Regions from separate parts of the Rattus norvegicus genome. Here region 1 is linked to region 2. A link is a contact called in public Hi-C data. All regions are on one chromosome and are shown on one strand. Each heading gives the region's core, a stretch centred on a gene start, on an enhancer-like site or on the middle of the called end of the contact. The rest is flanking DNA. Distances are from core to core; before and after follow the strand shown.

The links. Hi-C and Micro-C count contacts between places; a contact is called where the count stands out from the background.
Region 1: a contact with region 2 is called in a Hi-C map of liver, with 1.8 times the contacts expected there. The contact joins the enhancer-like site here to the promoter of Hook3 in region 2. A contact is called at or near these places in 5 of 12 Hi-C or Micro-C datasets (the A7r5 cell line, Schwann cells, kidney and 1 more).

The regions. Positions count from the first base shown.
Region 1 is chr16:72,695,966-72,702,446 of GRCr8, reverse strand. Hook3 (hook microtubule-tethering protein 3) reads right to left here. Exons shown (of 22, transcript NM_001136098.1): 5 at 5,311-5,443. Among named protein-coding and RNA genes, the nearest start is that of Hook3, 42 kb to the right of the region's middle. Within about 2 kb of position 2,271, at least 2 of the 93 cell types and tissues checked have an H3K27ac peak or open chromatin away from gene starts, as enhancers often do. A contact at or near this core is called in liver, where this site is marked.
Region 2 is chr16:72,655,531-72,662,548 of GRCr8, reverse strand. It overlaps Hook3 (hook microtubule-tethering protein 3), which reads right to left and starts at 5,452. Exons shown (of 22, transcript NM_001136098.1): 1 at 5,266-5,452. The coding sequence starts at 5,322. Rnf170 (ring finger protein 170) reads left to right here and starts at 5,721. Exons shown (of 8, transcript NM_001399260.1): 1 at 5,721-5,888; 2 at 6,690-6,822.

The sequences.
Region 1 (6,481 bases), core at 1,022-3,521, 43 kb before region 2:
TCATGGCTTCTCTGCCCCAAATATGTGCCATAGGTAGGCAAAGACTGAAAACCAAATTTTAACTTTGTTCCAAAGTCTTGTCTGACATTTATTCATTTGCTTGAATCTGGATCTTGTTAGCTCCCCCCAATGCACTTTGAATCCTAAATCAGCCTTGAACTTGTGACCTTCCTGTCTTAACCCTTCAGGGTGTCCTCTGAGTTACTACCACACTTGGCTCTGCTCACTGTCTGCTGTTAACGCTGAGGTATAGGTGAAGGTCGGGGAACACAGCTTCAGCACCCGTACATACCAGACTGAATCAGCGAAATAGTGAGACCCAAAAATAACGGCAAAAAGAACCTCATCACTTTTCAGCACTCTAAAGCTATCCTTTAGATGCTTCTTAGTTACAGGGTAAAAATATTCTGGTTTTATCCTTACATGATCAAAGCACTAAGTTGTATAAATTCTTACCTTAATTTTGTTTACTATATAGAACATAAATAACTAAAATGAATTTAAGATACACACTGAACCTGTAATCGAATAACTATATAGTTCCAGGCTTTAAAATACTGTCCTACATCGCTACATGGGAAGCAGAAAGCCCACCAGCTTCATGCTCACCACTCCCAAGCTAGGAGGGTCTCAGCCAAGAGTAAAGTCAGATTGGAAGCAGTGTCTGTTTCCTCTGACAAGGCCCTGCTATAGTTTTCATCTTTTCCAAACACAACAATTGATGACAGAAGTGACTTAATGGCAGGTACCTGTAGTGTTGTACTTATGAATGTATATGCATTGTCATTAGATTCATCTACTGGATTCTTCTGCCCAGCAGATAACATGGGTGTGTGTGTGTGTGTGTTGTTTTAAATATTTTAACGCCACCATTGTGATATTATGACATCAAAAACAAGAGCCAGCACATCTAGGATGATTGACAAGTCCTCAAAATTAAAGCGTATGAATGAGCATGGAAGAGAAGAAGCAGTGGCGTTGCTATGGGGAGGGAGGCTTATGGCAACTACTAGAAATGAAGGAGGTAACAGCAAAAGAGGTCAGGACATTAGTAGGTACGAGAGGGGAAGCGTTAGTTAAGAAGCGGTGTTGCCACGTCAAGGCCCTTCCCCGCGAACACCGTAAAGTACTAAAGGAGAAAATGGTGATGACAGCTAAATTAACGTGTACTACTTTCAAACCGTAAAGTTAAAAATTCAATTATGTGGGATTATTTGGTACACACCCATGAAGCAATGCTGGAGAATGAACCACACTACGTTAAGGGAGTTTGCCCTCAATTTTATCTGTTCAAAATGTTTAGTATAGTTTAATATGAAGAATACAAAGCTTAAAGGGTGAAGAAATAATTTTTTTTCTATATCTAGCCCATTCATCACAAGGAAGGTAAATCCCATACTATCTATAAGTCTCAGCCTTCTAATCTATAACAGGTATTTTTTGTTCTGTTACTGCTTAATAGAATAGTAGACTGAAGGCAGACACCATGGTGTTGCCTGATAGGATGGTGAGATGGCCAGTGAGTAAAGGTGCTTTCCAACAAGCCCGATGACTGGATTTTGATCCCAGGATCCTCTGACTTCCCGAGTTGTCCACTGAGATCTCCACATGCACTTTGCAGCATGTGTTGTGGCCCCCGCCCCCTGCCCCTGCCAAAAACCCTACAGTCTTCCCTCACTTCTGCTAGCAAACCCAGAACACAAGGGTTAGCAATGTTATTGTCAGTGTGCCTTCTACTATTAATCTCTGCCTTTTAAATCTTACCCCTACTTTATTTGCCCCAATTAGAGGTCAGCAAAGACAAATGAATGCACAATTAGGCTCTCACCAATTGCTTTTAACTTCTTCCAACTTAGAAGAATGGCTGAACAGAGAGCAAATGTAAAACACAGTTTCACTTAGTCTTTACAGTGAAGACACTTTGGGGATAAGGACAAAGGCAGAGCATACCTCATCCACAGGTAGGTAGGTAGGAAGCACTGAAGCACTTCAGAGCCTCCTAATCTATCGACCCATAGTGCACATTCACAGCGACAGTTAATGATTAACAATTTAGAAACTTGATTACATGATTCTTAACTCTACTGTATTCCTGAAACCAGATGATACCCCAAATGTGGGTAAATGAGAGATTAAAAAGCCTGTTCAACTGGAAGCTTCCTTCTTCTTTACCAGCTAGCATTTATAATGCTGGAATGTGCTGTACAGTGCACTATGGGATATTAGTCACCAACTGTTTACCCAGCTGTGAACTCTGCTAAAAGTATCAGCTTGCTAGACAAGATGTGACCACAGTGCAGTAGTGGCCAGAGTGTTACTGGAGTAATCAATCACTTTCTACCTGGATTTTAGACCTGCTCCACAGGAAAAAATCATACTTGGTATTATAAATCTGGTCAAAAGGGAGGTCATCTAGTCCTTGGATGGAGGGACTTTACTACTGTTGTTTTGTTATGTAGTCTTCTAAATCTTCATCCTTATACATATAGATTAGTGCTGTTCTCATTCTTGGTCACAACAGTTTCTGTTTTCAGTGGGCAATGATTAACACAGAGACTCATAACTGGTGACTGATGAGTGAGTGCTCAGTCCTAAAATGAGGCTGGCATGACCCCTCCAAGGCTCCAGGAACCCTGTGGAAGAGGGGGCAAGAAAGAATGTAAGCACTAGACGGTGGGAAGGGGCGCTGTGATGTGCTCTTTTCTGGACACAGCACAGCTAGCGTACCATGAACCAATGATGGCTTTGGGGTGATCGATGTGCCATCATCAGAAAAAAAATTTTTTTAAAGAAATATAGACAGTTTAAGAAAAGTAAAGCAATCTAAAGAGTGGGAGTCAGCTAGTGAGCTGAGGGAAAAGTCCCAAAAGTCTAAACTTATTCAGTATTAGAATATGAAAAAAGTACAAAACCAAATAAATGTAAACTTGTTTTTCATTACGAGATGTGGAAGAAAATAGTGTGAATAGGGGTTGGGGACCTTTGAACTAAAAAATAAAAATAAATAAATAAAAGATAAGAACTGAACTTCAAGTTAAAATAATTGCAGAATACTATTTATAATTTTGAATAGTCTTTCATTTCCTATTCTCTTGCAATACTTCTCTCAATTCTCTCTTTACCAGACTATAACTACAGTTTTGAGGGGATATAACTTGAGTCTTTCTTACTCTGAGTAAGTCTTAACTCACTGTCCTTCCCAGCTTTACTTGAATAACTTCCCTACACCACGTCTAGACTCTCCCACTCCATCCCACCTTTGGAGCACTCACCGTAACTCTGTAATTACTTGTGCTACGGGGTAATGCTGCTTTTCCTCCTCCATTCAAGTCCTATGAAAGCAAGCTTTGTGTCTGTTTTGTCTGGTTCTGTGGCTCTCATCCATAATGTATCAGATTAATAAGTATCTATCACCCAAATGACAGATGGGAATGGCTGTACCTCGTGTAACCCCAGAACTGGGGGCAAAGACAAGCAGATTTCAGGAGTTCACTAGCCACCCATAGCCCAGATAGGGAGTCAAGTTTACAGGCCACAAAGAATGAAGTGGAGGATGGGGAGGATGACAGCCAATGTCCTTTTCTGGCTCTGTGTGCATATGCTGAGAGGCACACACCCATGTGCATGTGCACACATAAATATATGGAAGCACCCCCTCAAAGCAAAAATAATTTATCTACTTTATGTACAGTAAGTCTGAATATATTTTGAAGGGGTGATCCCCATATAAATAAGTCATATTTTACAAAAGAGTTTAAAAAAACCTAAAAATTAAAAAAAAATATTACCTCCATATCAAAGCTGGTCTTCAAGTAACTTCAACAATGCCACAAATATGTGACCTTGGAGTCATAAAAACACTGTACTTTTTCTAATATCTGCACACTTACTAATTTATCTAAGTCTAATTAGAAGTTTTACCAATTTATAGTTGATATGAATAAGTATAGTTGATAGAATAAGTATGACTCACCCCATAAATGCCACCTAAGAAGTGACATTTTAAAGTGGAAAAATTCGTTTTCTCCAATGGTCTCACTGGGTATATTAAAGCATACCAAAAGGCAGGCCCCATGCCCAACACTAGATAGCTAATATAAAATGAACTCAATGATATTGGTGTAGACCTCTTGCCTCATTGCTTTTTGGGACAAATTTTTTCGTCTTACTTGGTTTTTTTCCCTGTATGTTATGGCTGTTCATCTTATATCTATGAATTTCAGTTGTGTGTTTCTTGTTTTTATTTTTTTTATTCTTTTTTTTTTTTTTTTGCTTTTATGGAAAGAAAGAAAGGAGGAGTTGGGTGAAGAGATGAGGAGATGAGAGGAGTTGGGAGAGAAGAAATCATGATCAAAAATATATGAAAAAATTTTTTGATAAAATAAATTGTGGATATGGTAAGTATGGCACATGCCTATATCCCAATACTCAGGATGCAAAGGCAGGCAGATTTCTGTGAGCTTCAGGCTAACATGGCCTACATAGCAAGTTCCAAGTCAGCCAGGGCTCATAGAGAGACCCTGCCCTAAAAAAAAAAAAAAATCAAATATCAAAAAACCAAAAACCAATTTGTGGCTCTAAGAACATGCAAAAGATAAATGAAATAGAATTATTGTTTAAAACACTAATAAACATAAAAATCACATTTTCTTGAAATTAAAATGGTTGGAAACACTATTTTGTGTAAGATCATGTGCTGTCTTACTTGTTGTATCACTTAGATCCCTAATGATCTTGTGAGGCAGGTACTAAGTCTACTAAACCTACATTTACAGAGAAACTGCACTACAAAGATAAGATTCACCCAGCAACTATTCATCGTTTGTAAGAGTGCAACTGGATCTGAACATTGGCTGACTGGGCACTGCAGCCTGTGCTCTTATTCTAAAGCACAGAAATATTTTCTAAGCTATCATCGTATAAACTACATTAATAAGTATTTTAATAATAACCATAAGGTTCAGCACAGCCAAGGTAGTTAACATGCATTAGAAAGAGTATCCTCAGGGTGGGGTACAGCACAATTCAATAGAACAGTGCATGCTTACTATGACCATGGCACCAGGTTCCACAGCATGTAAAACAGGAACATAACACAATATAAAAACTGCTCAGTTATACAGTCTTACAGAAAGGGAAGGAATTTGACCATAATCAAAATTAGACTACCTTTTAGAACTCATTTAAATCTGAAGGTAAATTACCAGCAAAACTATAGATGATGGGGAAGATGGGTAGCCATGGAAAGATGCTATTTATCCTGGGGCTTTATGTATGAAGTACACAACATATATCACAGTCATTAGTTACCTTGCTTCTGTTCACAGTTCACAGCACAGCCTAGAATGAGCTGGAGCATCCTCCCGAGCTCTGCTGCATCCGAATGCTCCCCAATAAGGTTCACATCAGGAAGGGTAAAATCATTAATCTGCTGCCCTAAAATCTGAATGGAGACAAGCAGATTATAATCACAGTCATGTTTATAGAGCTAAATAAAATATTTAATAGAGATCAATTAGCTATCACCAAGAACTCAGTATCAAGGCCAGAGATGTTCTATCAACCTCACTCCCAATTTCTAATCTCTCACACATCTAAGTTACAACTATCACATATCACGGCCACTTAGTCCCTAATCTGGTATGTGATATATACACTGAACAAAAATCCGTGTACTATCGATCCTTCTGCTTGCTGTTCTAAGAAAGCTTGGATGCTTGGTCTCTGATGAATTACAACCAGAACAGTCTAAACTAAAGGACATCCAAACAGCTGGGATCAAAGAGGAATTCACACTAGCAACATAATCTTCTCCCTTGCTACCTTCACTTTGTCTCTAAAGGCAAAGGACATAATCAATAAGACAATTCGACATTCTACAGATGGGGAAAAAAATCTTCACTAACCCCACATCTGATAGAGGGCTAATATCCAAAATACATAAAGAACTCAAGAAGCTTACCACCAAAAAACAAAAAAAAACAAAAAAAAAAACAAACAAACAACCCAATCAAAAAATGGGGTATAGAACTACACCGAGAGTTCACAATAGAGGAATCTCAAATGGCTGAGAAGCACCTAAAGAAATGTTCAAAGTCCTTAGTGATCAGAGAAATGCAAATCAAAACGACCTTGAGATTCCCTTATACCAGTCAGAATGGCTAAGATCAAAACCTCGGATGACAAGACATGGATGTGGAGAAAGAGCAACACTCCTCCACTGCTGGTAGGATTGCAAACTGGTACAACCACTTTGGAAATCAGAAATACCACTCTTGGGAATATACCCAAAAGATGCCCCACCATGCCACAGAAGCATGTGTTCTTCTATGTTCATAGCGGCCTTATTTGTGATAGCCAGAAGCTGGAAACAACCCAGATGTCCCATGACAGAATGGATAAGAGAAATACTACTCAGCTATTAAAAACGAGGACATTCTGAGTTTTGCAGGCAAATGGATGGAACTAGAAAATGTCATCC
Region 2 (7,018 bases), core at 4,203-6,702:
TTACATTCCTACTCAGGATTACAAAATTGCCTCTGGTTAATCAGAAGAAATAACACAATAAAAGCAAATAGTTTCATGTCTATTTTTCTCTATTTATTTAGAGACAGAATTTCATGTATATGAGGATGGCCTGAAGCTCACTATCAAAAACAAGGATGACATAAAACTCCCCAATCCTCCTGCCTCCACCTCCTGACTGGGAGAATTAGAGATTGTAAGTGTGCACCACCACATCTGGTTACACACTGCTAAAACAAGGCTTTGTGCAAGCCAGGCAAGTACTCTTCAAACTGGGGTACGTGCATAGTCCATCGGAAAGAATTTTAAAGAGAGTAATTTAACACTATCTGGTGTGTTGTCTGCTGCATCCCCCACCCTTGCTCTTAGGACTCAGCTAAATTTCCATTCTGAGTTTTAGGAAGGAGCTTCTAAACAATTATTTTCTGTTTTAGCCCTTCAGGTATATAGGTACGTTAGAGAACTGGAGAACGCTCACCTCTGCTTTCAGAACACATAGATGTCAATTAATAAACTTATCAACTTATCAGGTCTGAGTTGTAACACTTCAGGATAGTAACACAGTAAAACAGAAAAATAACTGCTCTTAACTATGTTAAAGCATAAATTCTGCCTGGAGGGTCACAATCTTTCTTGTAATTTCAAGGAGCTCTGAGAACACATTCCAACTTCTCCCCAGTCCAACAAAAGCACTAGGAGAGTAAATCGTGAGATCACATAGAATCAGCAACTCTAGGGCAGTGGTTCTCTACCAGGAGTGAGTTTGCTCCCTAGGAGAGTCTGGAATAGCAGGGTACTATTATTTATAAACAGAAGATAGCAATGCTTCTACTCAATACCCTAAAATACACAGAGCAGTGCACCTAAGAATTACAAAATTCAGTATAAAATATCAAATAGCAGTAAGTTTAAAACCCTGCTCTAAAGCAATGGTTCTCAAATGTTGTCTTGAGGTTACACATTGCCTAGGAGTATGTCAGAAATGCAAATCTCAGATCCTGTCCCAGACCCAGAAACTCTAGCCACAGGGGTCTAGTAAACTGGTCTGATAAAGGTTCCAGGTGATGTTGATCAATGAGTGTGTATGAGAACTACTATTAGAGCCAGCAACCATCATGCTACTCAGACTTTTCCCAAGTTCTTTAAACCTTTGTACTTCACAAATTTCTTTATTCTCCCATAGAGAATCAAATCTGTTGGTAGAATGGAATTAGGCAAAGGAGGGAGAACGGAATGGGAGGGAGTCTAAATACTAGTTGCATTCCACAGGCTCCCACATACATAGTATGAAAATAAGGACACCTAAGATTGCTGTGTTCCAAGTGAGCCACAACTACGATTCTTTTCCCCTAGTTTTATGTCATCGTCTGATAGCATTCTAGATTATACATATACATATATATATATATATATATATATATATATATATATATATATAGTTTTTTTTTCCCGGAGCTGAGGACTGAACCCAGGACCTTGCGCTTGCTAGGCAAGCACTCTACCACTGAGCTAATTCCCCAACCCCTTAAATATATTTTTAAAACTAAGTATATGTGTGTGAGCGTTTTGCCTGCATGTATATATGTGCACCACATGCATGCCTGGTGCCCATGGAGGTTAGATAAGGTACTGGATCATCTAGAATTGGGGCTCTAGATGGTTTTAGACCACTGTGTGGGTTCTAGGAACCAGACAAGGTCCTCTGTAAGGGCAACGAACCCTCTTAACTGTGGAGCCATCTCTCCAGCCCCTCTAGTTTCTTTCTCATGTTCCAGTTTCTTGGGTAACTGGTTGGAATTATATAGGTCAGTTGTACAGTTAAAGCACAACGCCCCAGGTTTAATCCTCAGCCTGTTAAAACAAACAAACTAATTACCAAGACCTGGGAAAATGCAATCATTTCATCATGATTCACAGAGTTCTAGAAACTGGGCTTGAGCAATACTGGATTGGGTTACCTGTCTTTGCGCTACAAGGCATGCAGGATCCCATGGGTCCATAAAGCAATACAGGTTATTGTCACTGGAATTAGGACCCTATTGCTAAAGATACCACATTCTTAACCCGTGTAGGACATAGAGAAACCAAGCTGGTATTGACCTGGAAGTTTCATCTCCACTGGCTAGCTTTCATAGTGCAGGATGGTGCTATGTAGGCTGCTGGGAGAGAAAAATGAACACTTTACCCAGTTGTGAACCCTGCTAGCTACAACAACCAATGGACTGCAGGTCTATGGCCACTGGTGTAATAGTGTCATCAGTGTTTTGGGAGTATGCAGTTGTTTTCTATTGGATCTAAGGCCCACCCTACAAGACAGAATTCATGCTGTGTTGCTAACTGGGCCAAGAAGACATGCTGGGTAGGTCATAGACCCTCTAGGAGAGAACCTACTATTTCTTTGCTAAATGGACATAGTATCAAACTGCCTTCTAAATACTTAGCTTTGTACCCATTGAATAGCACAGCTCCCAATCCTCCCAATAAGCAGAGAAGCTTATTTCTGTAGTAGAGGGCAATTAATATGGAGACTCACAACTGGTGAGTAGAGAATACGAAACTGTAGAGTGTTCAATGCTAATGGCACATCTATATCACAACCCTTCCTTTTAAGACTCAAGAGAACACTACAGAAGAGGAGGCAGAAAGACTCTAAGAACCAGAAGTTGTGGAGTGCTGCAAAAAAGTATTTTCTGGATATGACAGGGATGGTGTACTTAAGAATTCACAGTGGCTGTGCTGAGGCTGTGTGCTCAATATCTGCACAAGATCAAGTTAGCCAAAATTCTAGAATGAATGGAGAAGAGATCATTTTGCTGAGGAGCCACTGGATGCTGGAGGAGAGTCAGTCTGTTTTGTTCTGGTTTGTACAGTACCTAGTAAGTTATCCATGCTCTAGAAGGTGGATACACTCACATAAATACTGGCAACATTAAATGGATTCAATATGTTAAAAAGAAAAACAGTATATGAACTTGGGAGGGACAAATGGTGGTGCAGAACAGGAGGAACCAGAGGGGAGGAGTAAATTTGACCAACATACACACATGCACGTGCATATGCAGGAATGCACATATGCAATTCTCAATAAAATAAAAAGAGCCCAAATAGAGAGAACTGACTCCTCTAAGTTATTCAATACCCTCCACAAAAGGGCTGTGATACATTTATGTGTGTGCACATCCTCACACAAATAAATATTACATTTTTAAAAATAAAATGATCATTGTTAATAAACAGGCTGTTGAACTGGCTCAGGGGTGAAGGTGCTTACACACCGATCTGGTGACTTATGACCTGAGTTTGTTGTTCAGAAAACATGGAAAGGCATCAACTCCAAAAAGCTGACTATTGACTTCCACATACATGTGGTGCCAACTGTGCCTACGTGCACACATCACAGTTACACGAAGGACAATTTTTTAAAAGGTGACCGACAGATGTAATAACACAGGTTTTTGTGTTTTGTTTTGTTTACCCTATCAGGTAGGAATATATTTTGCTTCAGGGGGTAGGAAGAAAAGACACTGTTTAATTTTTAAGCACATTCTGTTGGGCTTGCTTGTTATATACTGACAGGGCATGAAACATTTTTCCATCTTTTCGAAAGTCTTCCTGGTTTAAATAATAGTTTGAGACTTGGCTGAGGTGGAGCTCCACTGTGTAACCTATCACCATTCTCTATTTGAAGCACAGCTGTGAAGCCGATCTTTGGGCTTGAAGTTAGGACTGACAGAGTATGTGAACTATGCATTATTTCCAGTGACCTGAAATGACAAGAATGATCTAATACAAAACCAAACCATAAAGGTCTACATTGTATACAGGCTGCTTCAAAAGACACAATCAGATTCACGACATACCCAGTTTATAAAAGACTTCAAGCTGGGTGTAGTGATGCAGGCTGATTGCTACAAATTCAAGATCATAGTTTGAGGTCAAAATGGGCCACATGGCAAGATCCTATCTCAAATGCACACACATCTGTGGGTTCTACTCTTCTTGCATTTATTACAGCCAACCTAAGGGAACAGTTCTCAAACTTCTTGGCAGTGTTCCTGCACAAAACTGTGACGGCTAGCTTCCAGGGATCTGAACCTCTAACCTAAGATACTATTCAATAGAATTTTTTGCTATTTGCATTTTTACCTTTAAAGTGAGTAAGCTGGGGAGATGAATAGCTTAGTGGTAGAACTACACTGCGATTACAATGCAGGATGCCTGATTACCACCATCTCCCCCCCCCCCCGAATATGCAAACAAAATTAACATGTGTCATAGGAGCCACTGTAAACGTATCTGCTCTTCTAAAAGGGGCAGGTAACATTTTTAGCAATAAATAAAATGAATGTTCCTGATGGGACTCTGGTTTATCCCATGGCTCTGCATATACCATGTACCTGCCACCAACCAGCATATGAAAACCAGAAACAAACACGGTTAATCATCCAGCTATTGAAAAGGGCTGCTTAAACCGTAACTATTGACATTAAAAATCCTGCCTATTTACTTTAAAATTCGATAACCCTAACCCTCACCGATTCCAAATTAGAATCTCATGGTGCTTTAAAAATGTGTTTCAGTTCCATTACTAAATTCCTAAATCTTTGCCAGTTCAAAATTTTTATCTTGATTCCTTTTGTAAGTACCATCACATCGTTGATAGCAGTCGAGATGCATCTCGCGTTTTAAATGTTTTGCCTCTGAGTGATTCTTCATGTTTTGTCTATCCACCCTGCCAATGTACTATTTTCCAATGGGCAGGGCTTCATCCATCCCTCAAGGGGCTACACTCCATCCTGGCTGAATGCTACAACAAAGGCGAGCAGCATCGTAACCAGGGGTCCCGAGTGCCTCTATCGGGCGCCCAGGCAGAACCGACGCTTTGGATCACTGGGAGCTTGGGAGCGAAACGCCAGCGCCTCATCAAGGCAAACAGTCCTAATTACAGTGTCGCCTGCACCCCATCATTAGCCCCCACAGGGCAGGTTTCCTCTCGGACAGCAGCCAACATCTCAGGCCGGACAAGTTCCTCCTGGACCCTGGGCCCAGACTGCTTGAGCCCGGCCGCTCCCTGCTGACCCTGACCCGGCCGCGGGTGTAGAAGCGGCCGTACCGGCTCCTCAGCTCCGCCCGTCCCAAGCCCCGGATGTGACGGCAGGTCGCCCCGGGTGCTCGTCCCCCGGGACGAGCACCGATGTCCACGAAAGGTTGAGGAGTTTTCCCACCGGCCCGCTGCCCACCACGTACCCAAGTGAGCAGGCTCTCGCACAGCTCCACCCGCTCCACAGACTCCACGTTAAACATCTTCCTGAGGTGGCCGCAGGCGTCTCCTCAACCAACCAGAAGCCGCGGCCGCTCGGCTCGGGGTTGAGTCCGAAGGGTCAGGCAGCCGACCGGCGTCTGGCGAACCTTCTCTTCCGTCCGGCCGCTCCCGGGGCGCGGACGCTGGCAAAGGCTCCGCACTGTCACCAGCCCCTCCTTCCCTCGCCCGGGGCCGCGCGCTCCCTGCGCGCACCCGGCGCCGCCAGCCCACGCCCTCCTGCGCGAGCGCTGCGTAGCGCGAGCCGAGGCCCGAGTGCCACTGCGCACGCTCGCGCTCGCGCTCGCTCGGCCCCGCCCCCGGAGGCGCGCTCCCGGCACCAGTCCACTGCCCGTGGGCGCGCGCCCCAGCCGGGCTCTGCGGTGGTGGCCCGTGTTTCTCTCCAGTCGGCTCGCCCTCGCTGAGGCTCCGCACTGCGCGTGCGCCGACGCCGGCGCTCTCGCTTTAGAAGCCGCCTGTAGTTGCACCGGGAGTAGTAGCTAGGTAGTCCCCGGAAATGAACTCTATTCTGTCACACGGACTGGCACGGTAGTTCCTCTGCCGCGACGAGGTACGCGCCCCCCTCTCGGGCCGCGGGCGTGTGCCAAGCCACGCCCCCGCACGGGCCCGCGGAGGGCCGGGACGGCGGGACTTGGCGCGGTGGGGAGCTGCGGGACCGCGCGAGGGTGGGCTCCGCGCGCCGCTTGCCTCCGGAAGCCTAGGCTCAGCCCTGAATCGCCCGAGCCGGCCCAGAGTCTCTGGACGAAGGTGGAACGGCTGACGTGGGCGCGTCTCGGTGGCTGTGGGCCGGTTTGGCCGGGCCGTGGAGAGCCCGGCGTTCCTCCTTGGAGCCCCCTTCTCCCACAAAACTTTACCCGAAGTGAGAGAGGGTGGACGCCAGTTCACCAGTGCGTAAGGACCCCTACTGTTCCTAAGGCCTGTTTCTTGTGTTGGGAGTTGGCTCCATTGAGGTGCATCCTTGTCCGACTTTTGATTTTTTTTTATACAGGCACTGTAGGGTTTCATATACGTTTTTAAGTTGTGTGCAGAGCAGTGCGTAGGAGTACATGTTTGAGGAATATTAATAAAATGAATTGCCACATTCCCAAGAGTTCTTCCATCCATACCATTTCTAGCCTAATTTTTGTGACAGGCACTTCATTGCCTTCCCTTTTCACTTTTTTACCAGATGAGTATGCATGTGGTATATTTTTCCTTTGTTCGATTTTGAACTTTTATGAGTGGATATGTATTGTGGTTTTGGCTTTTAAATAATATTAAATTATCTGCAAAAATCCCATGATTGTCTAGTATCCCATTGTGTGAATACAGCCTTGTCCCCGTTCTACTATTGATGTACACTTTGTTCCAGTTTAGGGCGTCTCAGAATAATGCTATAATAAACATTCTTCTACCTGGACCTTAATGCAAAGATATTGGCGTTTCCAAGACACCAAGATACAAGATATATGCTTTGGAGCCCTAGGAGAATTGTGGATTCAAAGGTATGCATAACTACCAGATCATGCAGATTTTGCTTAGGAGTGCTTGGGAAGTTAACTTCCCAGGACACACTGTCACTTTTTTTGCAGTTCCCGGAGATGTCTCCTTTCCCATTAGAAGTTGGTTTCCTCCTTGAGCTTTTAGAACTTCCAAAAAGCATTGAGTTTTTTGTTTTGTTTTCCTTGCTTGGTTTTTATG